2 separate regions of the Sus scrofa genome follow, and region 1 is linked to region 2. Evidence: chromatin contacts called from public HiChIP or PLAC-seq data. All regions are on one chromosome and are shown on one strand. Each heading gives the region's core, a stretch centred on a gene start, on an enhancer-like site or on the middle of the called end of the contact. The rest is flanking DNA. Distances are from core to core; before and after follow the strand shown. Region 1 overlaps RHBDD2 (rhomboid domain-containing protein 2). Region 2 overlaps POR (P450 (cytochrome) oxidoreductase).

The links. HiChIP or PLAC-seq counts read pairs in DNA pulled down with a chosen protein or histone mark.
Region 1: a contact with region 2 is called in an H3K27ac HiChIP or PLAC-seq map of alveolar macrophages. The contact joins two enhancer-like sites. A contact is called at or near these places in 1 of 5 promoter capture datasets (liver), 12 of 47 Hi-C or Micro-C datasets (alveolar macrophages, blood, embryonic fibroblasts and 6 more) and 2 of 2 datasets of contacts at active chromatin or transcription factors (alveolar macrophages and skeletal muscle).

Annotation. Positions count from the first base shown.
Region 1 is chr3:10,311,783-10,317,899 of Sscrofa11.1, forward strand. All of the region lies in intron 1 of RHBDD2 (rhomboid domain-containing protein 2), which reads right to left. Among named protein-coding and RNA genes, the nearest start is that of RHBDD2, 15 kb to the right of the region's middle. Within about 2 kb of position 2,834, at least 11 of the 83 cell types and tissues checked have an H3K27ac peak or open chromatin away from gene starts, as enhancers often do. A contact at or near this core is called in alveolar macrophages, where this site is marked.
Region 2 is chr3:10,237,775-10,244,108 of Sscrofa11.1, forward strand. It overlaps POR (P450 (cytochrome) oxidoreductase), which reads right to left. Exons shown (of 16, transcript NM_001129959.1): 2 at 365-556. The coding sequence starts at 543. Among named protein-coding and RNA genes, the nearest start is that of POR, 30 kb to the right of the region's middle. Within about 2 kb of position 5,032, at least 24 of the 83 cell types and tissues checked have an H3K27ac peak or open chromatin away from gene starts, as enhancers often do. A contact at or near this core is called in alveolar macrophages, where this site is marked.

The DNA.
Region 1 (6,117 bases), core at 1,584-4,083, 72 kb after region 2:
CCAAGGGCCTCCTGTCTCTTTGATTCGGCCTCGCTCTCTTCACTTTTTTCTAGTTATGCCCCCAGGTCAGAACACTGGAGTGAGCAGAGCAGAACCTTTAGGTGGCATGAAAATAGGGCACCTCAGGGCCATGAATCACTCTTATTTTTATTTTTTGTCTTTTTGCGTTTTCTTGAGCCACTCCCACGGCCCATGGAGGGTCCCAGGCTGGGGTCCAATCGGAGCTATAGCCACCGGCCGACGCCAGAGCCACAGCAATGCGGGATCCGAGCCCTGTCTGTGACCCACACCACAGCCCACGGCAACGCCGGACCCTTAGCTCACTGAGAGAGGCCAGGGATCGAACCTGCAACCTCATGGTTCCTAGTCAGATTCGTGAACCACTGCGCCACGACAGGAAGTCCCCGTGAATCGCTTTTAGCCCATCCACTTGGCCTTTAGTCCACAAAGAGACCTTCAGGCCTCAAATGTGCTACCCGGAGATGCTTTTGTTTGCGATCCCGCCAAGCACCCTCCTACCTCGAGAGTGTCTGCTCCTCCACCTGCCAGACTTGGAGGCTGGGGGACTGGTGATTACTCAGAGGGGACATACCAGTGTGGACATCTCTAGGTCAAACCCACGAGCAGACGCTGTTGGCTCTATCCTCAACCCACGCTCTACCCAGCGGCCAGGGGTTTTGTTTGTTGCTTTTTAAGGAAAAGCGAAGGTGTGGCTACCCTTATGACAGTTTACAAGAGCCTCGGGCCATCCCACATGCCCTGTCCCCTGATAACCTTCCTCACCTCATCTTCTGCCACCAACACTTCCTGCGGGAGATGGAATAACAGTCCCCAAAGATGTCCATGACCTCATGCCCACTTCCTACGTATATGTCACCTTAGGTAACAAAAGGGACTTTGCAGGTGTGATTGAGAATCTTAACGTGAGTAGATCATTCTGGATTATCTGAGTGGGCCCAATGGAATCGTGAGGGTCCTTTTAAAGAGACAGGAGGGTTAGCGGGAGAGAAGGTGACATGATGACAGAAGCAGAGGGTGCAGCTACGTGGTCTGAACGTGGAGGCGGGGCCAAGAGCCAAGGAATGAGGCAACTTCTAGAAGCTGGACAAGGCGAGGAAAGAGTCTGCCCTAGAACCTCCAGAAGGAACAGAGCTCTGCAAACACCTTAATTTTAGCCCCATGAGACCCACTTCAGATGTCTAACCTCGAGGACTTTAAGAGAATAAATATGTAGCGATTTGTCTCCATTTTTTTTTTACTTGTAGGAAAACACACACAGTATCTACCATCTTAACCCTGTTTGAAGTGTGCAGTTTAGTGCTATTCGGTACATTCATAATATTGTGCAGCAATCACCACCATCCAGCTCCAGAAAGCTCTTTCTGATCTTGCAAGATTCTACTATTAAATGATGGCCCCCCATTCCCCACTCCCCCTAGTCCTTGGCAACCATGACCTTGACAACCTTAGGTACCCTGTATAAGCGGATGCATACAGTATTTGTCCTTTTATGACTGGCTTGTTTCACGTGGCATGAGCAATAAGGTTCCTCTGTGTTGTGGCAGGTGTCAGAATGTCCTTCCTTTTTTCGGCTGCAAAGTATCGCACTGTATGAACAGACCACCCTTTGTCCGTTCGTCTGTTGAAGGGCGCTTGGGTTGGTTCCACCTTTTAGCTAATATGACTACTGCCGCTCTTTGAGGCTTAGCCTTCAATTCTTTGGGCTCTACAGGCAGAAGTAAAACTGCAGGATCATGAGGTCATTCTATTAAAAAAAAAATTTTTTTTAGCAGCCTCTGCCCTCTTTTCCACACGACTGCCCCATTTCACATCCCCGCTAACCATGCACAAGAGTTCCGATTTCTTCGCACCCTTGTCCACGCTTGCTTTTTTCTTTTTCTTTTTTGCACCTAGTGGGTGCAAAGTGGTGATGTATACTGTCTGAAGTCACTAAGTGTGTAGTAGTTTGTTACGGCGACGATAAGAAATGCATTAATTCCCTCGCTAACGAATGACACAGGTCTCCTTTCTGTTGTTCAAACAAGCTAAAGTCTTTCTGACCCCAGGGCCTTTGTACCTACTCTTCCCTCTGGTGCAATGCTCTTCTCCTGGCTCTTAGTACAGGGGCCGCCTTCTTAGCCATCAGGTCTCCAGCTCAGATGCTGCTCCTCGGAAGGGCTTTCCCAGATGATCTCTCCCTGTTACTTGCTCTTTCAGGGGACGTCGCACAGTCTCAAATTGTGTCACCTCTTTGTGGTTTTGCTTATCTGATTGTCACTCTTACTAGACTAGAGCTTCCTGAGGGCAGGGACCTGCTATATCCCCCAGCACCTAGACAGCATAGAACATGGCACACAGTTGTGCTCAGAGATACTTGTAAGTCCCTTCTCTGCACAGCTGGTGTCTCTGCTGTGGGGAAAAGGCCTTGGAGGGTTTGAGGAGGAGCTAAAAAAGCACCAGCTGTCTGAACACAGCTGAGACAGCTCTGGCACTAGTGTCAACCACCCAATTTGGTCGGGTTGGGGTGTTTCTGGATGTAACACCCCACTTCTGGCCCCCTCCTCCCAGGGAACGTTTGCAGAAGGCACAGAATGAGGGCAGGGCTCTCTGGAGGGCAAGGGGTAGGGTGGGGACTGGACCTCCCGCCAAGGGCATTCCAGGAAAGCAGGATATCACATCTCTCTTGGGTGGGGCCGACTGCGCAGCACAGCTTCTTCCAGGCCCGTGTGTCCCTCTCTTTCCTCCTCACTCCCTGGAGGATGGCAGCCGTGCAGAACGACGTTGCTCAACCTGTTCCCCACTGCAGCTTCAACAAGCTGCTCCGGAGCCTCCAAGACGCGTCTTTACTGCCCCCTGGTGGACAGCTCTGGGAAGGGTTCCTCTAGTCTGTTGGAGAAGAGGCGGCTCCCAAAGCAGAATACTGCCCTCTGCTGGCTGTCCTCGGAAGTGGCTCACCTCTAGACGGATGGTTTTGATTTGGGGGAAGCTGAGTGGGTCCAAACTCCTGGAAGGCAACCCTCAAGACATCCTAACGTCGGCCTTCCATGGCATTGGTGTGCCGTGCCATCTACTCCCCAGCTCTCTTTCCCCACACTCACAGCGTGAGGCGCACAGCGGCGAGCCCACTGCCTAAATACACATCCCCCCTCCAACCCCCAGGAAAGGAATGTTGGCCCTCCCCACCCCCTTGGGCTGGCATCCTGGTTTCCACAGTGATCCTCTTGGATCTTCCCCAAAACTTGGCTTCGATGAGGCCTGGGAAGTGGGGTAGGCAGCGAACACTGGAAGCCCTTGCAGGCTGAGGTGAGGAACAGTGGATGCTATTTCAAGACAGTGGGAGTTGAGATGTGTTAAGTCTGGGAGTGTCATGATACAGTCATGGTTTATGAAAGCGAGCACACCCAAACATTGCTCAGAGGACTGAAAACTGGTACAATTTCTGTAGAAGGAATTTGGCAATATCTTTCAAAATGACTAATGGATGTATCTTTGCCAACCATCCACTTCTAGGATTTTCACCTACGGACATATTTGCATCCGTGGAAAATGTCTTATGTTAAAAGCTATCTCTTGGAGTTGGTAACCCGCTGAGCCACAGTGGGAACTTCAAGACAGATCTTTTAACATAAGACATTTCCCACTGATGCAGGTGTGTATTTGTTAATCATTTATTGTTGTGAGCCACACGGGAAGTCCAATTGTTAATCATTTATTAATCATATTTGCAATGATAGACATCTGGTGTTGCTGTGACTGTGGCGGAGGCCAGTAGCTGCAGCTCTGATTTGACCCCTAGCCTAGGAACTTCCATAGGCTGTGAGTGCGGCCCTAAAAAAGACAAATATATACACACACAGCAGCAAGTCAACATGAAGAAGAGACTGTTCTGATTCTGTGATCCTTCTGATTTACTACAGCCGTGGGAAATGTGAGCACCAGGGTTCTAAAACAATATTGTGGGCCAGGTGGTATTTGGAGGAGGGCATTTTCTTCTGGCTTAAGTGTTTTTTACCTTTAGAAAGAAGATTATGAATTGGGTTAACATGTGGAGACAGAAAAAAGACAGATCTTATTTTATAGACTATAGCACTGAATGATCAGAAGGTACATCATTGATGGTTTATCAGTAGGTTGTAACATTTTGAAAGTCATGATGCTATCACAAAAATCTTGAGAACTTAATACAAGCAATAAATCTCCCCCAGAAATTTCCCATAAACACACACACACACATGCACACACGTGTGTGCACACACACACACTCACACACACAGAGTAACAGATCTAATGTCAAATATTCAAGAGCCATTGAAGTCTACTCTTGGAAAGTAGGTCAGGGAGCCTTAGGTCAAATACTATTTAAGAGCCAACTGATTTTTGACCAAGGTGCCAATGCCATTCACCAGAGAAAGAAGGGTCTGTTCAACAAAGGATGCTGGGAAAGCTCAATGCCACATGCACACGAATGAAGCTGTATCCTTATACACAAAACCATATGCAAAAGTTAACTCAAAATAGACTAAAACCCTAAAACTATAAAAGTCTTAGAGGAAAACGTGGGGAAAAGCTTTCTGACACTGGATTTGGCAGTTAGCTTTGGATCTGGCACCAAAAGGACAGGCAATAAAAGAAAAAACTATAGACACTTTGAACCTCAGCAAAATTAAAAGTTTGTGCATCAAAGGACACGCCCAAGAGAGTGAGAAGAAAACCCACAGAAGGGGAGAAAACTCTTTGAAGGAAATGTAGGTGTAAATCCTTGCGACCATCACTTAGGCGATAATTTCTTAGTTTTCATACCCAAAGCACAAGCCACCAAAGAAAATTTGGGTAACTTAGACTTCATCAAAACTAAGAACCTTTACTTGTCAAAGGACACCATCAAGAAAAGGAAATGACAACCCATAGAAAGGGAAGATATGCTTAGAAATCCCATATATGATAAGGGTCTAGTATCCAGAATATAGAGATAACTCAACAATAAAAAGATGACCCAATTAAAAATTGGGCAAAGGATTTGAACGGACATTTCTCCAAAGATGGTATACATATGGACACTAAGAAAATGCTCAACATCATTAATCGTTTGGGAAACGCAAATCACAACCATAATGAGATCTGACTTTATACTCCCACAATTTTAAGAAAAAGAAGTCACGGTGTTCGGAAGGAGGGGGAGAAGCCAGCACCCTCATACGTTATGGGGGAGAATGTAGAATACTGAAGCCACTGCAGAAAACAGTGGAAATCTTGGGAGTTCCCGTCGTGGCGAATCTGACTAGGAACCATGAGGTTGAGGGTTCGATCCCTGGCCTTGCTCCGTGGGTTAAGGATCCGGCGTTGCCATGAGCTGTGGTGTGGGTTGCAGACGCGGCTTGGATCCTGCGTTGCTGTGGCTCTGGTGTAGGCCGGTGGCTACAGCTCCAATGAGACCCCTGGCCTGGGAACCTCCATATGCCGCTGGAGCGGCCCTAGAAAAGGCAAAAAGACAAGGAAAGAAAGAAAGAAAGAAAGAAAGAAAGAAAGAAAGAAAGAAAGAAAGAAAGAAAGAAAGAAAGAAAGAGAAAGAAAGAAAGAAAGAAAGAAAGAAAGAAAGAAAGAAAGAAAGAAAGAAAGAAAGAAAACAGTGAAAATCTTTAAAAAAGCCACACATAGAATTACCATATGACTCCGCAGTTCTAACCCTATGTACAGACCCCAGATAATGGAACGCTGGTGTTCAGACAAGAACTTGAACCACAATGTGCGTAGCAGCATTAGTCATAACAGCCAAAAAGTGGAAAGAGCCCAAATGCCCATCAACCGATGAGCCGAGAAACAAAACGTGGTGTCGTATTTCGTGAACACGGAGTGGACTCTTCAGCCATGAAGAAGAACAAAGGACTGAAACATGATATGACATGGATGAACCTTGAAAACATTGTGCTCGGTGGTGGCGCAGCGGAAACGAATCCAGCGAATATCCACGAGGACTCGGTGATTCCTGGCCTCCCTCCGGGCGTTGAGGATCCAGCGTGGCTGTGAGCGGTGGTGTAGGTCTGGCAGCTGTGGCTCCAATGCGACCCCTAGCCTGGGAACGTCCATATGCTGCGGGTGTGGCCCTAAAAAAATAGAAAA
Region 2 (6,334 bases), core at 3,782-6,281:
TATGAATGAAATCGGCGCCAGCGCCCCCGCTGCCTCGGCGCTTGACCTTGAAGGCTGCTGACCTTGAGGGCCTGAGCCTCAGGCTACCTCTCGGCAGGGGCCCTTCTTCTCTGCATGGTTCCTGTGACGTCTGAACAAGCACTGGTATCAAAGGACCTTGAAGGCCGAGGTGCAGCCTGAGCATGACGGCTGGTTAAGCAGACCCGAAGAAGAGGCCACCAGCCAGCCAAACTCGAGACTCGGGCCAAGAGGCCACAAGGGATCCTGCATCTCTAGCTGCTCACTCCTGCCCCAGGCCCAGGCCCAGGGCACTGCTGGGATGGCAGAGACCTGCTCTGGAGGGATCCTGCGCGGTGTCACTTACGTGGTCTCAATTTTGGTGAATTCGGGGACTTCGTCTTTTTTCTTTCTGAAGATGAACCAGTAGGTCAGGAGACCCACGATGAGAGAAAACAGGACCATGTCTGTGGCGCTGAAAAGGGACACTTCTTCAGCCACCATCTCGGACGTGGTGGTGCCAGTATCCACGTTGGAGTCCCCCATGCTGATCACGAAACTGTCAGGAGAGAGAGATGACAGACATCAGCAGGGAGGGACAGGGCCTGCCTGAGGCCTGCTGGGGAGCCCCGGAGGCCCCGGCCTGGGCCTCGTGCCCCAGAGGCTGCAGCAACAGACGGAGCACGGGCGCAGGGCTGCCGGCCCAGGCAGGGTGCAGCTGCAGCCTCGGATGGGAATGACAAGAGTATGTGGCCTGGCCGGCATCCGTGCAGCCCTGGGCGCAGGCTCCAGGGGGACCGGGCCCTCTGTGAACATAGAACACAGACTCCAGCCCCACGAGGACACAGCAGAGAGAGGAGCCACTTCACAGCAAGCCCCTTCTTAGCCATGCGGCCGGGCCAGGATGGCCCGAACCCCGCACATTCCAAAGGTCTTCAAGAGTGGCCCCTGGAGGGCTCCTGGGATATAACCTCTGAGCCCCTGGAATGTGCCATCTGATAAGAGTATCTCCACACGCCTGAGACCTTGGGTTGTGCAGAGGGTTTAGACTAATGATGTGGTTCAGAGGAACATCCGGGGCTCTGAATTGCACACTGCTGTGGCCTCCAGGGTGCCGGAGATGGAGCAGGTGGCTTAGACATGCTGGCACTCCCGTGCCTCTGAGGCTGACTCCCAGTAAAATCCCTGGGGGTGGCTTCCCTGGATGGCAACACTTTCTATGTGATGCCACTTGTGGTTGCTGGGAGAATTACGTGGTGTCATGTGACTCCACTGGCCAAGAACTGGAAGCTCCTGCCTCGTTCCTCCTAGACCTACAGCGTCTTTCCTTTGTGGATTTTGGTCTGTTTCCTTCTGCCGTAATAAACCATAACTGGGAGTAAAACAGCTTTTCTGAGTTATCTGAGTCCTGCTGACCCACTGAACCAGAGGGTCTCAGGGACCCCCACCACACCTACCTACTCAGCTCCCTTGAAAGGTGCTCAACTGGCCCTTCCACCATGGACACCTTGCAGGTACAGAGCTATGAGTCCATCAAGGCTTCTGCCTCTCATCCCCATGGCTGGGCGCAGCTGACATCTGCATCTTGCCTTTTGCAATCACTGCTCTCACGGAGTGGGCTGCTCTTGCTGCAACCGTGAGCCCAGACGTGGTCAGGAATGTCTTAGTCAGAGCTCAGCAACTCAGGCAATGGGAAATTACTTCATATCTGGCTTCCGTTAGCTGTCACTGCCTCTGGGAAACCATACAGTGGGCCCCCGCAGCTAGAGCACCTGAGCATCCAGGGGCCGGGCACCAGCCCTGCCGTCCTGTGCAACCTGCCCGGAATGGACCATTCAGGACGGCCCCCGAGCTGGCTTCTTGCTTCATCACTCATCTGAGGTACTTTCCTAGAAGCTGAGTTCCTGAGATCATCTCAACTTACCCTTCTAGATCTCTGATATTAAAGGACACACTTAACCCTGGAGCCCCGAGAAAACTGTTTGTAATTAAGTATTAATTTTATAAGTAAACACAATACATATTCAAGGTTAGTCACGTCTTTCTCTCCTGTCACCACTGGTCATGCCCACATGTTTTCTGTCATGGGGACGTGGAGGGGACCTGTTCCACAGGCCTGGGATGCGACAGGCCCTCAGAGCTCGGCTGGAAGCAGCTCTGGTTCTGGCCAGGACTGATGTGCTGAAGAGGGAGAGCTCCCAGCTGCCGCCCCTCACATTGCAGCAGTCAGTGGACGCCTGCCCCTGTGCCCCCGCCTTTCGGAATCTGGCTGACCAGGCCCTTCCTTTACTGATGGGGGTGGGGCGGGAGGACTAATGCCCATGAAACTGAATGACTGTTTCTTGACACGCCTGCTAGTTGACCGCATCACGCAGAAGAGGAAGCTCGGCCCTGGAGGAGGAGTCCGAGTGACGGTGCTGCAGAGTGAGGGGAACTGCACGAACTTTACTCAACCCTTTTCTTTCTTTTCTGTTGGTTTGTTTTAGTTTGCTTTTGCTTGCTATTTTTGGGCTGTGCCCACGACATGTGGAAGCTCCTGGGCCAAGGATCGAACCTGCCACCACAGCAGCAAGCCAAGTCACTGCGGTGACAATGCCAGATTCTTCACCGGGTGAGCCACCAGGGAACTCCACAACCCTGTCCTAACAACCTGTGGCTCAAGCCACCCAAACTGCTGCCAGAGACGCCTTACGAGCTGTTCTCCACCCAGGAGCCAGAGGGAGCCTTTGCAAATGCAGGTCAGAGCATGCTACCTCCCTTAATCAAAACCCTCAAATGGCTTCATATCATACTGTGCACAAAATCTAATGTCCAACGCCGGTCAATGAGCCCCATTTGGCCTGGCCCCTGGACCACTCCCACCCCGTTTCGCACTGCTCTGGCCAGCCTCCCAGCTACTCCTCAAGCCTCCAGGCCTGCTCGTGCCTCAGGGCCTTTGCACCTGTTAAGACAGCTGCCTGGACTCTCTTCCAGTTATGTGCAGGGCTCCCTCCCTCTCTTCATTCAGGTCTCCACTCAGTGGTCACCATCTCAGAGAGACGTGGCCTCGCTATAGTGTCTGGTCACTCTCCCCGCGCTTCCCCTGTCACAGCCCTGATCACTCGCTGGCAGTATGTTATTTATACATTTCCCCTGCTGGCCGTCACCCTCACTACAGGGTCAGTCCCCAGGGGCCAATAATGGGCATCAAACGGAGCAGCTTGTTGAGTGAACAAGCATAGGATTCTAGGGTAACTGGGCGGGCAAAGCGCAGCACGCAAATCATAACCCGAAAAGCAGGACACGGAGCCAGGACGACGACGGGGCGTGCGGCTGTGTTCCCTCTTCTCCACTCTCCCTCCACCTCCGACACCTGTGCTTTTGCTGCCTCCTTCGGCATCTCGGGCCTCTCCCTTTGAGCCCAGTCAGGACACCACCAGTCCCCACCCTGCTGCAGAGATGAGCAGGTGCTCAGAATGTGGCTGAGCCCCCGCAGCAGGTGCACAGACCTGATGACACCACGTGTCTGAAAGTGTCCCCAGCAGCTTTGACGTCGGACAGACACGGGCTGCAGAAGGGGGAAGAGAGGATGCTGGAGACCAGCGGATCCACAACGGGGAGTCGGGGGCCCCAAGAGGTTAAGCGGCTCACCTGAGCGGCACAACAAGGGGCACCAGCTTCCCAGGGGAGGGCTGGGCTCCCTACCCATCTAAGTGGGGGGGGGGCAGTAGACCTGGGTCTCGCCCCTGCTCTGCCGTGAGATCCGAGGGAAGAACAGTCCTGGAGGCACCCCCGTATCAGACACATGGTGGGAGGAGGGGCTGGCAGGCTGGCACAAAAGAAGCCAACCTGGGAGGAAAAACACCCCGACGTCTCCCACTAGATCCGAGCAGCATGCATGGGCGCTGAAGCTGAGAAAAAGCTTTAAATCCATTATTACGACCTTGCTTAAACCACTGGTGCTTAAACACCCACGAACTCGCCCACCCACCTCTCCAGCCTGCATCTCTACCACTGCCCACAAGGTGACCCTCCACTTGCTTCCTGGCTCAGACCTCAGGCTCGACCGTCACTTCCCAGGCTCACACTTCCCTGACACAGGGCCTGGCACATCAGTTAGTACGTGACGACTCCCGTACAATGAACAGAGTCCATGAATTCACTACAACACTCAGAATGTAACATCTACATGAACCACTAACAGGACGCAGGCAGACCAAAAAAGAAATGTGGGGCAGAAGGAGTTCCCGCTGTGGCTCAGTGGGTTAAGAACCCGACTAGTAACGAGGAGGATGTGGATTCAGTTCCTGACTTTGGTGAGTGGATCGCAGATGTAGCTCGGATCCGGTGTTGCTGAGGCTATGGCGTAGGCTGTCAGCTGCAGCTCCAATTCAACCCTTAACCTGGGAACTTTCATATGTCGTAGGTACAGCAATGGAAAAAAAAAAAAAAAAAAGAATGAAAGAAAGAAACAAATTTGGGGCTGGGAGTGTGCCCATGTAGCACACTCAGGTCCCCAAGACTCAGGTCCCCAAACAAATCCTCCAGGACACAAAAGATCAGCCAAGTAGGTCTACCTCACCCCGAACAGAGCAGATCTGATCTGATCTTTTATTACAAATTAGGTCTGTATCTTAGGTTTTCACTTGTATCATAAAAGACAATGTACATACAGAAAGAGGCATGGATAGATAGACAGGTGCTATGTCTCCTAAATTTCACCAATTAGCCGGTTCCTACTGAGGCCGAAGGCCAAAGGCAGCGACTCCAGTCTCCAGGCACCCTGATAACCTACAGAGCAAGGTGGACAAAATGCTGGCTGCCCAGGCCAAGGGCAAGGAGAGAACTCTGCCAGCGTCTGAAAGGGCAAATGAGGCAAGATCAGAAGAAGGGTTTTTCCTCCATCTGACTGTTTACAACACCGGAGCATAAAATCATCCTCCAGGAAGTACTTTCAGTTGCCTTTGCTTCTGGCCAGTAATTGACTGATCAGCCAAGCTGGCACTGATGTCACACTGAGCCGGTCATGGATGCAAAACAGGAAGGAAGCCAGCAAGCAATCTAGTCGTCCCCTTCCGCGTGCACCCTGCCCAGGCAAACAGTCACTGTCACCTCCAGGCAGCCCAGACGCCCAAGCTGCAGAGGGAGCAGGGCCTGCTCAGTGCCACAAACCTCAGTCAAGGTTCAGTGGCTTCAAGACAAGGGAAAACCCTCAGGGAAAGCTATGCTGCTCTTCCTTAACAGCTTATCCCCCAGAGCCTGAGGGATGCCCACGGAAAGCGCCTCCCCACAGCAGCCTGCTGACGCACTGCTCAAAAGAGCAGCTGGGGAGTTCCCGTCGTGGCGCAGCAGGAATGAATCTGACTGGGATCCATGAGGACACAGGTTCGACCCCTGGCCTCACCCATTGGGTTATGGATCCAGCGTTGCTGTGAGCTGTGGTGTAGGTCACAGACGTGGCTTGGATCTGGCGTTGCTCTGGCTGTGGCGGAGGCCAGAAGCTACAGCTCTGATCTGACCCCTAGCCTGGGAACCATATGCCATGAGTGTGGCCACGCCCCGCCCCCCAAAAAAAGAGCAGCTAGAACAGATTCCCCTCTAGCTCAGGTGTCCACAGCACGGATCATCTAAACCAAGACAAGACAGGGGTGGCTTTCCTTGGGTTTATCCTAGTTGGGATTTGCTTAGGGTTTTGAATCTCCATCTAGGTTTGAGAACGTTTCAGCCATTATTTCTCCAAACATGTCCTCAGCCCCACATGCTCACTCTTCTCCAGGGGCCACGATGAGAGAAACGTGCTGTATTACTAGTTCTGCGAGTCCCTGAGGTTCGGCTCAGTTGCATCAGTCTGGTTTCTCTCCGTGGCCGGGACTGGGTAATTTCTAGTGTTCTATCTTGAGGTTTGCTGGCAATTTCCTCTGTTGTCTCCATTGTCCTGTGGTGCCATCCACCAAGTTCTGATTTATCTATTTTTTGCTATAGTATTTTTCAATTCTAAGGTGTTTGGCTCGTCTTTAAATCTTGTATGCCTGCCTTTTCTCAATCGGGTTGAGAATTCCCTAGTTCCTGGTATGGTGAGTGATTTTTTTGTCGTCTCCTGAACATGTGGGGTAGTATAATACTCGAAACCTTATTTAAATCCTCTCTTTTGTCAGGGCTCCTTTGCCACCCTGGGGGGATAGAGGGTGCCAACTCACTGCAGTCCTTCGTAGGTATATTCCAACCCTTTCAACCCCATGGGGAGGCCAGGCATAGGGGGAAAGGAAGCTCTGAGGAAGGAGGAGGTAAGACGGTCCAAAGAGTCAAAGAAGGGACACCAGGAGCCAACCTCTGAGCTGGGGCATGAAACAGGACCAGG